Linked DNA regions of Zea mays: region 1 is linked to region 2. Evidence: chromatin contacts called from public Hi-C data. All regions are on one chromosome and are shown on one strand. Each heading gives the region's core, a stretch centred on a gene start, on an enhancer-like site or on the middle of the called end of the contact. The rest is flanking DNA. Distances are from core to core; before and after follow the strand shown. Region 1 holds the start of LOC103626517 (MDIS1-interacting receptor like kinase 1). Region 2 holds the start of LOC100281411.

Evidence for each region. A called contact is a pair of places that touch in the nucleus more often than the background predicts.
Region 1: a Hi-C map of root tip shows a contact between it and region 2, with 2.1 times the contacts expected there. The contact joins the promoter of LOC103626517 here to the promoter of LOC100281411 in region 2. A contact is called at or near these places in 3 of 25 Hi-C or Micro-C datasets (ear, endosperm and root tip).

The regions. Positions count from the first base shown.
Region 1 is chr5:70,628,459-70,634,181 of Zm-B73-REFERENCE-NAM-5.0, reverse strand. It overlaps LOC103626517 (MDIS1-interacting receptor like kinase 1), which reads left to right and starts at 1,930. Exons shown (of 3, transcript XM_008646934.3): 1 at 1,930-2,304; 2 at 2,388-5,723. The coding sequence starts at 3,385.
Region 2 is chr5:70,397,508-70,403,463 of Zm-B73-REFERENCE-NAM-5.0, reverse strand. It overlaps LOC100281411, which reads right to left and starts at 2,182. Exons shown (of 3, transcript NM_001368004.1): 1 at 1,920-2,182; 2 at 1,567-1,836; 3 at 85-1,457. The coding sequence starts at 2,121. The coding sequence ends at 262.

The DNA.
Region 1 (5,723 bases), core at 681-3,180, 230 kb before region 2:
CCCGGTTGATTGAGAAGAAGGAAAGCTCACTCGGTCCGAGGGACCGTTTGAGAGAGGGAAGGGTTGAAAGAGACCCGGCCTTTGTGGCCTCCTCAACGGGGAGTAGGTTTGCAAGAACCGAACCTCGGTAAAACAAATCCACGTGTCACTCTCTTTATTTGCTTGCGATTTGTTTTGCGCCCTCTCTTGCGGACTCATTTATTATCACTAACGCTAACCCCGGCTTGTAGTTGTGATTATTTTTGTAAATTTCAGTTTCGCCCTATTCACCCCCCCTCTAGGCGACTATCAACTACGCTATTGGAGGGGAGCGGCGGCAGGAGACGGTAGGGAAGGAGGTAGGCTAGGCTGGAGAGAGAGACAGAGAAGGAGAGTGTAGAGATACAGAGAGGGCTCGTAAACTGATTTGGATAAAAAATTTCGCGTCCGCTGGACGCTGGTCAGCACGCGTCAGCACGCGTCAGCACAAGAGAGGCGTCGTAGCCGAGAACGCGGAGAAGGCTCCAAACCAGAGCGTCTTTTAACAAGAAGTAATATGTTAGAGAAATATACATTTTCAATTTTAATTTAATCCAGAAAATCACAGTGATGTATGTGACGACATGTATGTGCATATGTGTATCACTATTCATATAAACAGTAAAGAACAGTAAAATATACACAAATATTAAGAACATATTGTACGTTGTGGAGGGACCGATGCTCAAGGCATCAGTAGCTCCATTCACACGAGACATCTCGTGTGTATGTTCGATATAGTCATACACATTTGATGCAGACAGATGTACGCAGTGCAGTCCCACGAACGGTGCCGACGACGAAGAACTGGATCAGCGTTGGTCGAGCGGACGGAGCGAGCAGTCGCGAGTATGCTCCCCAAAAACCTGATCGCCTGCACACCCATGCAAGTGTCGCTCTGCGGACGACGATTTCGGAGGCCTGCTCTCCCACACTCTCTGTGCTCGCAGAAGGTGGGACGGGAATGACTATGTGCAACGCGTCTGAGACTGTACGTACGTGCTGTAACCAGAAACAACCTCCCCTTCTCCGTATATGTACACGTGCAGAGGGGGGCGAACAGATAGTAACGATCGCGATCAGAGCTACTCTTACAGCTAGCCAGAAAACTGACGCTATCAGTGACGTCCGTTACTAGCTGACAGTCATTACAGAAGGAGGCGAACAGACAGTAACGGTCGTCATCAGAGCTACCGTTACAGCCATTCTAGAAACTAATGCCATCAGTGACGTATGTTACTAGCTGACAGCCATTATAGAGGGAGGCGAACGAACGGTAACAGTCGCCATCAGACTACCGTTACAGCCAGCCAGAAACTGATGCCACCAGTGATATCCGTTACTAGCTGACAATCATTACAGCTCGTCCATTACTAGTCATAAAACATAAAACAGACAGACAAAACAAAATACGTAACAGTTAGAAAGGAATTCAGACCAAGGTCCGATCTAACACAGCCCGGCCAGCGGCGCGCGCGCGTGTGGCGGTACTTCATTCTTTCCTGAGCTTCTCAATAGATGCACCAATGATCCATCTATTTAAGTTGATTTAATTGTTCTTTGACATTTTGGTATGGTACTAAAGTACTAGTCCATCGTAGAATTAAAGTGAGCCTTTAGCATTGACTATTATTGAATATTAATTTGGGCAAGACCCACGTTAATTCAACATGATAATCATAGGACAGATGGTGTGGGTTGATCAGGGGTTAACGTCCATTCTTCATTTTCTGCTTCATTTTCTGCTACTGCTATCGTTGTGCATATATATGGGTTACAGCATGCATGGCTAACTTAATTTGGGAGGGGTTTTATTTTGTTATTTTTTCCTCCAACGACACCAAAACTCATCATGGCTAGCTGCATGCATGATTAATAAGCTCCATCGGCTGGTATGCATGCACGCCGCCATTGCATTGCATGTATATATATGATCCCATCCCACGCCATATCATCGATCTCGAGTACGCATTAGCCCTGCTGCCTGCACCTGGCTAGCTTGATTTGCTAGCTAGGGCCGGATCAGGCCCTATACGACTATGGTCTCCAATTGGTTTGTGTTTGATCGTCGATCAAGATGGTCTGATGGTGCAAAGCTCATCTTGTTTTGACTCTGCATTATTCTCCCATGGTGCAAAGCTCGGTCAGATTAGCCTTTTCCAAGAGAGTCAGGAGGCCGGTTATATATTAGGCCTAGCAGGCACCTGTCTTCTTTAGCTTGGTTCTGTACTTTCAAAGGCAGCCAGAGTGCAGTTAGACAAGGACCAGTCCTACTAATCACTCGTGGTTCTTTCTCTGACAAACTGTGTTTCAGCAGCCTTCCAAAACTGTGTCAACTCACTTGTGGTTCTTTATCTGAATGCGTGTAGGACAGATGACATTCTACTGGGGAACATGTGGAAGGATCCCCTTTGGAAGCTCGGGTTAAGTCAATCTATTATTTCAGAGCCTGCAATGGAAGCATGCATCCTCCTATGGCAGAGGATTAGCGATGTGAAATTACTGTAGCTCTTATTGTCCTAATAGAGTAGGAGGAGCTATAGCTCCAAGCATGGTGGTACTGGTACTAGTAGTCAGCATCAGTTGAAATCTTAAGCTTTCATCTGCACAAAATGCAGGAGTGGATCTGTTTCAGAACTTGGTAGCAGGAAAAAGAAGCTTCCAAAGAAGGCCGTACAAACACCACTCCTAGTTTACAGCATCTTGGTCTCTGGCTAGTACTGATCCTACTAGTTATTAGTAATCTATCAGGTCCAGAAAGCTAGAGCAGAGGTAATCTTCTACTGTCTGCAGTGACAGGGGGAATGTAAACTGAAGATGCAACGCGATTAAATTTACTCTGATCTCTGACAAAGTAGAAAGATTAAACAACGCCGATCGACATTGCATGCCCAAAAGCAATCAGGCAGCAGAAGCCATGGCTTTCTCTTTCTCTTATTTAAAACACATTCCCTCCATGTTCCATGTTCTCATGTTCCTCTGCAAAACCCAGCTCACATTCGTTCGCAGGGTGAGGTGTCCGGCGTGGTGGTGGCATGTTATGAAATGCCAAGAAAGATCCATTATCTTATCGCATGCCTTTAACCCGATCATGGGACTAGTGAGAAATGGTGATATAAAAAAGCCTTTTCTGCCACCTTCTTCTTTCTTCCACCGAGCTCTGCAGCAGAGCCTCTGCCATTCCTGCAGATGCGGTAGTAGTGTCTGTCGACAAACGAACTACCAGACTGTGCCTCTGACATGGCGCAGCACTAGAAGCAGCAGAGGCACTGCAGCAGCTAGAATAGAACTAGAAAGCCGATCCAGGTTTCAGGCTTTCAGCTCCCGAAAGTGCTTTCTAGGAAAGTGGCGGCGGGTTCTCTTCTGATGGAGGCCAGAGTAACGGTCCTGGCCCTGCTGCTAGTGACAGTATGGTCAATCTCGTGCACCAGGGCTGGCGCCGCCGGCGACGAGCGGGCGGCGCTACTCGCGCTCAAAGCGGGCTTCGTCGACTCGCTGGGCGCGCTCGCCGACTGGACGGACGGCGCCAAGGCCGCGCCGCACTGCAGGTGGACGGGAGTGCGGTGCAACGCCGCCGGCCTCGTCGACGAGCTCGACCTCTCCGGGAAGAACCTGAGCGGCAAGGTCACGGGCGACGTGCTCCGGCTGCCGTCGCTCGCCGTCCTCAACCTCTCCTCCAACGCGTTCGCCACCGCGCTGCCCAAGTCCCTGGCGCCGCTGTCCAGCCTCCGGGTGCTCGACGTGAGCCAGAACTCGTTCGAAGGCGCGTTCCCGGCCGGCCTCGGCGCCTGCGCTGGCCTCGACACCGTCAACGCCTCCGGCAACAACTTCGTCGGCGCGCTCCCCGCCGACCTAGCCAACGCCACGTCGCTCCAGACCGTCGACCTCAGGGGCAGCTTCTTCGGCGGCGGCATCCCGGCGGCTTACCGGAGCCTCACCAAGCTCAGGTTCCTGGGCCTCTCCGGCAACAACATCACCGGCAAGATCCCGCCGGAGCTCGGCGAGCTCGAGTCGCTCGAGAGCCTCATCATTGGCTACAATGCGCTGGAGGGTACCATCCCGCCGGAGCTCGGCGGCCTCGCCAACCTCCAGTACCTCGACCTCGCCGTCGGCAACCTCGACGGGCCCATCCCGGCGGAGCTCGGCAGGCTTCCGGCCCTCACCGCGCTATACCTGTACAAGAACAACCTCGAAGGCAAGATACCGCCGGAGCTCGGCAACATCTCCACGCTCGTCTTCCTCGACCTGTCCGACAACTCGCTCACGGGCCCGATCCCCGACGAGATCGCGCAGCTGAGCCACCTCCGGCTGCTCAACCTCATGTGCAACCACCTCGACGGCACCGTGCCGGCGACCATCGGGGACATGCCGAGCCTGGAGGTGCTCGAGCTGTGGAACAACTCCTTGACAGGGCAGCTGCCCGCGTCGCTCGGTAACAGCTCGCCGTTGCAGTGGGTGGACGTGTCGTCGAACTCCTTCACCGGCCCCGTCCCGGCTGGGATCTGCGACGGCAAGGAGCTCGCCAAGCTGATCATGTTCAACAACGGCTTCACCGGCGGGATCCCGGCCGGGCTCGCGTCGTGCGCGTCTCTGGTACGCGTGCGCATGCAGAGCAACCGGCTCACCGGCACGATCCCCGTTGGGTTCGGCAAGCTGCCGTCGCTGCAGCGGCTCGAGCTCGCAGGCAACGACCTGTCCGGAGAGATCCCCGGCGACCTAGCGTCGTCGACGTCGCTCTCATTCATCGACCTATCTCACAACCACCTCCAATACACGCTTCCGTCGAGCCTCTTCACGATCCCGACGCTGCAGAGCTTCTTGGCGTCAGACAACCTCATCTCCGGCGAGCTCCCCGACCAGTTCCAGGATTGCCCGGCACTGGCGGCGCTAGACCTGTCGAACAACCGGCTCGCCGGCGCGATACCGTCCAGCCTCGCCTCGTGCCAGAGGCTGGTGAAGCTGAACCTCAGGCACAACCGGCTCACGGGCGAGATACCCAAGGCGCTCGCGATGATGCCGGCGATGGCCATCCTTGATCTGTCGAGCAACTCCTTGACCGGCCACATACCGGAGAATTTCGGGAGCTCGCCGGCGCTGGAGACGCTCAACCTCTCCTACAACAACCTGACGGGGCCCGTGCCCGGGAACGGCGTCCTGCGTTCCATCAACCCGGACGAGCTGGCGGGCAACGCCGGGCTGTGCGGCGGCGTGCTCCCGCCGTGCTTCGGGAGCCGCGACACGGGCGTGGCGGCGGCGCGGCCCCGAGGCAGCGCGCGCCTGAGGCGCATCGCAGCGAGCTGGCTCGCGGCGATGCTCGCCGCCGTCGCCGCGTTCACGGCGCTCGTCGGCGGGCGGTACGCGTACCGGCGGTGGTACGCGGGTCGCTGCGACGACGAGAGCCTCGGCGCGGAGTCGGGCGCGTGGGCGTGGCGGCTGACGGCGTTCCAGCGGCTCGGGTTCACGAGCGCTGACGTGCTGGCGTGCGTGAAGGAGGCGAACGTGGTGGGCATGGGCGCGACCGGGGTGGTGTACAAGGCGGAGCTCCCGCGCGCGCGCGCCGTGATCGCCGTGAAGAAGCTGTGGCGGCCGGCGCCGGTGGACGGCGACGCGGCGAGCGAGCCGACCGCGGACGTGCTCAAGGAGGTGGCGCTCCTGGGGCGGCTCCGGCACCGGAACATCGTGCGGCTGCTGGGGTACGTGCACAA
Region 2 (5,956 bases), core at 933-3,432:
CTGCACGCACAATCGATCTTTCTTCTAGTTCTTGGAAGGAACATAATGGGATGGTAATCGGAGGAATGAATGATGCCAAGCGAATGAAGAATGAACAGAATTCTCGTTCGTTCGTGTGTAGTGTATGTATGTTCTCTTCTCTTCTTTTCTTACGACAAACAAAACAAAACCGGCAGATGAACCAACCAAATTACCAATCCCATGCCCGACGACCTGAGCGAGCTTCCTCCTGCCGGCCGGCTATGGTGAATCCATTCCTCGTCACTGCTGCAGCTTGTCGAGCGCCTGCAGCAGCACGGGCCGGAACCTTGTGAGGTTGACGACGACGTCCTGCTCCATGACGGTCTCCCGCGGGTACTTGTCCCTCAGCCTCGTCTCCTCCTCCCCGACGTAGTACTCCAGGTACCGGAGCCCCATCCCGGCCGCCGCCCGCCCGTAGGAGCTGGTGGTCACCCACTCTATCTTCTTGCCCCACGGCACGATCTGCACCAGCACCGCCTCCGTCGGCAGGAACACCTGGTTCGTCAGCCCGGCGCCGCGCACGCCCACCAGCACGTCCGCCGCGTTCACCCGCGCGGCGAACTCCGCCACGTCGTCCGCGCCGGCCTCGGCGGACGCCACGTCGAACCCGAGCGCGTCCGCCGCCGCCGCCACCTCCTCCAGGTTCAGCAGCCTCCGCGGCGAGACGACGAGCAACCGGGGACGCATGCCGGGCGCCCCGCCGAGGACGGCGGGGCGGTCCCGCGGCAGCGCCAGCGCGCCGCGCAGGAACCGCGCGAAGTCCGCCATCGTCACGTTGCGCGGGTTCCGGTTCCGGGCCGGGTGAGGCGACAGGTCCAGATCCCGGTCGCGGTCGCGGTACAGCAGCCCCACCACGAACGCGCCCGCGGGGAAGCAGTGCACGCCGTCCAGCGGCCCCTCCTCCTCCCCCTCGGCGTCGCCGTCCAGGCTGACCACGCCGTGGCGGGACAGCTTCCGCAGCAGCGGCGCGTACTTGCGCACCCACCGCGGCTTGTAGTCGGCCACCACCAGCTGCACCTCGCCGTCCAGGTGCGCCGTCGTCAGGAACAGCGGGACCAGCGCGTCCGTCATGTCGTCGTCGAACAGGTTGTTGTCCGTGTTGTACCCGCCCACGGAGAACACCACCGCGGGCACCGCGTGCCGCTTCGTGCACTCGGGCGCCGCCGCGCCCGAAGCCACCGACTTCACCGTTATGTGTGGCATTGAGGAGTCGTCCTTGCGGGCGTACGGTCGGAGCCGCTTCTCGACGCTCTCGTCGAACCCCCCGCCGCCGCCGCCGGACGGGTTCACCAGGTACACCGTCCTCTGCTTCGGGCTCACGCGCACGTCGCCGGACAGCTCGCACACGGTCGGCCGGGCGTACGGGAACCGCTCGTCCACGCTGTTCTCGTCGCACGTCATCTTGCCTCCTTGTTGGCCGCCGTTGCCATCCTCAGCTGAAAGCAGAGAAATTTATTGAACACGTGGTTCCATCACCATGTAAGATGTAAATGTGTGTTCTCGAACGAAGAAGCAAAAAAAGAGACAAAGAGAGGTGGGGATTACATGGCTTGTTGGTGGGCTCGGCCTCCGCATTCCCGCCGCCGTCCTTCCTGGTGGGCAAGCCGGGCTCGTCGGACCCCGCTGCCATGTCGTTCCTCATGACGGCAGCTTCCGGCAAGCCGGGCTCCGTCCCACGCAGATCGCCGGTATCCGCGCCGTCGCCGTCGTCCAGCGTCTCTTCCGGAGGGATGGTCTCCGTCTCCGGCACGGACGGCTTGGACGAGGCCAGCGGCGCGTTCTGCTGCATCAGCGCGGACGTGTTGGCCGTGCTGGCTGAGGAGGAAGTGAGGAAGGCAGCTCCGGTTAGACTCGTGAGGAGGAGGAGGAGGAACGGAGGGGTCGGCGAGCGCACTCACCGAATACAGGGGAGTAGACCGCGAAGAGCTTGGCGAGGGAGACGTAGGTGAGGAGCGCCAGGCAGCAGCCGGCGACGAGGCCGACGCCCAGCTTCTTGGGCTCGAATTTGGACGTGAGGCCCCGCATGAGGCGCGGGGGCAGCCGCCGCTCGCCGCCCGGCAGCTTGTTGGACGACGACCGCGAGTACGCCGTGGACGCCATGGCGTGCCGGGGCCGCGGCAGCACGGCTCAGCGGAAGGGGAAGGAGAGCGAGGAGGATCGCTAATGCGCAGGCATTTGTATGCGGGCAGGAAAACGGAGAAGATGCATATAGAGTTGGATTCCAGATGGTGGTGTTCGGTGATGAACAGCTGCATGCTTTGACTGTCCACCTACTCTTGCTTCCTACTCACTACTACTCACCAGCAAAGGATACTAGATCTTTCTTTTTTTTGGTGGTGAAACGGACAGTGTACTACAAAAAAAACTGTTGTGTTCTGAGATCTTCTAATCCAATAATACAACACGACCTAGAGGAAGCCAAGTTAGTCCGTGGCGTCGGCATCCTAAACGATCGAGGCACCCTGGCTGGCCAACAATTAGTCAGGAGGGAGTTTGCAGTGTGCTTTCGCCGACTTGGTCGCGGGAGGGCTCTATAAACCTGCTAGATTAGTTGTGCTTTTTATAGTGAGGCTCCGAGATATAAGGAACGAACCTCCAGTCGTGCCGCCGCCAGCGCAGCACGCGTGTGCAGAGCCACTAACCGTCGCGTGTGACGAGAGATCCCTCCAACTCGATCCTCGCCGCCGGTCGGCCAGCCGGCGGCGCACGATGTACGTTCTCTCGGAGCAACGACGCCCCTCCTCCTGCTGCTGCTGCTGCTGCGGCGGCGGCGGTGGCCACCACCACCATGCTCCCAGACGACGACGGCGGCGGGGTTCCCTGCGACAACTGCGCCGCCCAGCGCGCGCTGCTCCACTGCGCCCAGCTCGGCACGCGCCTGTGCCTGCCCTGCGACGTCCCCGTGCACGCCGCGGCCGCCTTCCACGAGCGCGCCCCGCTCTGCGAGCGATGCCACGCAGCGGCCGCCGCCGCGCGCTGCGCCGTCCACCGGGCCTCGTTCTGCGCGCCGTGCGCGCGCGCTGCCGGGTGCGACGCCGAGAGCCATGCCCGTTGCCCGACACGCTTCTACACTGGGTTCCCGGATCCCGCGGACCTCGCGCGCATTCTCTACGTTGACGTCCCGCCCGTCGATGTGCCGCCATTGCCACCGCCGCCGCAACCGAATCTTGCTTAACCTATTCAGCATCGAACTGCAGCCAACCGACACGTTGCTTAACCTATTCAGCATCGAATTGCAGCCAACCGATCTTCCAGCCAGCAGCAGATCTTACGACGGCAGCAGACCGCCACCGCCGCAACCGAATCCTCCTAACACATTGCTTAACCTATTCAACATAGAACTGCAGCCAACCGATCTTCCAGCCAGCAGCAGATCTCACGACGGCAGCAGACCGCCACCGCCGCCGCCGCAACCTAATCCTCCTGACACGTTGCTTAACCTATTCAACATCGAACTGCAGCCAACTGATCTTCCAGCCAGCAGCAGATCTTATGACGAACAGCACACTATGAATGTGATGAACAAGGTAGATACATACTATTATATATTTGCTAGTCTACGACTGAGCTAATGACAACATTTCTGAATCTCAAACAGACATTTTATGCGATCGTTCTTTTGATGATTAAACTAATCATAATTTACAAATTTTTAACAAAAACTGAATTTTGAATTGAGATGAAGCTAACATATCTCTTCTCGTTCTTTTCTTCTTTTCTTATGGTTGGACCACTGCCTTTCAGGCATCTTTGCTGCCAGTTATTACCTTTGGACGTACTATTAGTTTTATTCAGGCAATCTCATCCAAACTAGCGGAGGCCGAGGCGACTTGGAAGAGCAGGCGGTGGCCGGCGGCGCGTTAACGTCTAGCGGTGGCGAAGGAGATGCTGATCCCTTCACACAAGACTGCTCCGATTGGTACATCCTCTCCGACGAATCCTGGAGCTTCACTCCACCCCCGAGACATTGCTTCAAAGTCGAGGTATTCTTTTTTAAAAAATATAATTGGCAGATTTTGATTCCTTATTTAAAAAAAAGACATTGTAGTTAAAGAGTTCACCTAAATTGTTATAATAGGTCTATATGCGGTTAACTTATTGGACAATTTGGATTAAACCTAGGAGAGGTTGAGCCTGTTTGTTTTAGCTCTTTTTTCTGATAAACTTTTCTAGAATCTGGTTGTGGAGGGAATCTAGCTATCAGAAAAATCCGATTATCGTGGGGATTACGTGTAGAGGAAGATGAAGGGGTCCATATGATTTCTCATAGGTGCATGCTGAAAATTAGTTGTAGATGTTATTACTCCTTTTTATCTTTTTATGATATTCTTATTTAGTACCGTAGATGTTATTACTCTTTTATATAAAATCAGTCAAACTTTGATAGTTTGTGGACTATGTTGATTCTACGAGTTGATTTCGATAGTTTTCGGTGGAGTCTTGTTGATCCCGTCTAACCTGTTTTCGTTATTTAGCAATGAATTAATCTAGGGAGAGACAGAGAGTGAGTTAGACCTTCGAGAACGATGTGGATGTTCGTCATTACTATATCGGGCCAGTCTACGTATGAACCAGAGCATTGTTGTTCACCAGTCTATGCATGGACCAGGTTGGGAATGTTCCAGTCACTTGGGGGCCCTTGAGGCAGGGTGTTTGACGAGGCAAGGTCAAAGTCTTTAACAATCAAACATCAGGCTTCTACACAACCTTCTTGAAGAGCTCACCGATGTTGCACCACTAAGCCATATAGGAGACAGAAACCTTTAAGAGTAACAAGCCAATGACCTTACTTGATGATCACTCTAGTGCTTCAAAGTTTAAACAATTGACGTAATGCACTAGGTCGCTCTCAATCTCACTAGAAAACAATCATTAAGCTATGTGAGTGAGAGAGAGGAGAGAAAAGGCTCAACTGTTGTTCTAAATGACCTTGAAGTGCTTAACCCCGAGCACTAAGTATATACAACCTCCATCTCAAAAACTAGCTGTTACGGTAACTTTTTGTGAAAATTGGGCATTCTTGGACTATCCGTAGTTTAGGTTGGACTGTCCACATTTGAATCTGAAAGGTTATAAATGACTCTATCAGGCTACATATTTACAAGTTTCTAAAACAATTTGCCATAATCATGGCAATTCATGAGATATCCAACTCTCTATAATCTTCTATAAAGCATGGCTAATCATGAGATATGTATGGAATAAAGGTTCTAGAATATTCTGTAACAACCATGACAAGATATGAAGCCTAGATATTTGTTACCATGTGAAAGGGAATTAGGCTTACACCTAGTCCCTAATTAATTTTGGTGGTTGAATTGCCCAAACACAAACAATTGGACTAACTAGTTTGCTCTAGATTATATGTTCTACAGGTGTCAAAGGTTCATCTACAACCATACTAAATCGACTGTCCGGAATATCGTAGATTATTCCGGACAGGAGAAGGTCTTTGGAAAAACAAGCCTAGCGCGGACCGTCCGGGCCCATGCGGCGGACCGTCCGCGACACCAGGATACCCTTCGGACAGAACCAATGCAAATTCTCAGGTTTTCATTACAGACTGTCCGGAGGAAAAGGAAAGACCGTCCGAGCCCTCGCGCGGACCGTCCGGCCTCAGGCGCGGACCGTCCGGTCGGTAAGAAACCGAAAAACCCGAAGGTGACGGGTTCGGAGAAATGAATTATAGGGGGCCTCGCGGACCGTCCGGGGTGCACGACCGGACCGTCCGCGACTGGCTCTGTCTGACATCTGACGACGCATTAAATGCAATATAGCCGTTGATATAGCCGTTACTGCTGACCGTTGCATTTTCAGCCGTTGATCTACAGGGGCGGACCGTCCGCACCAGGAGGGCGGACCGTCCGCGCTCAGCAGAATGGCCCAACGACTAGGAAGTGGTTGGTGGCTATAAATACCACCCCAACCACCTCCA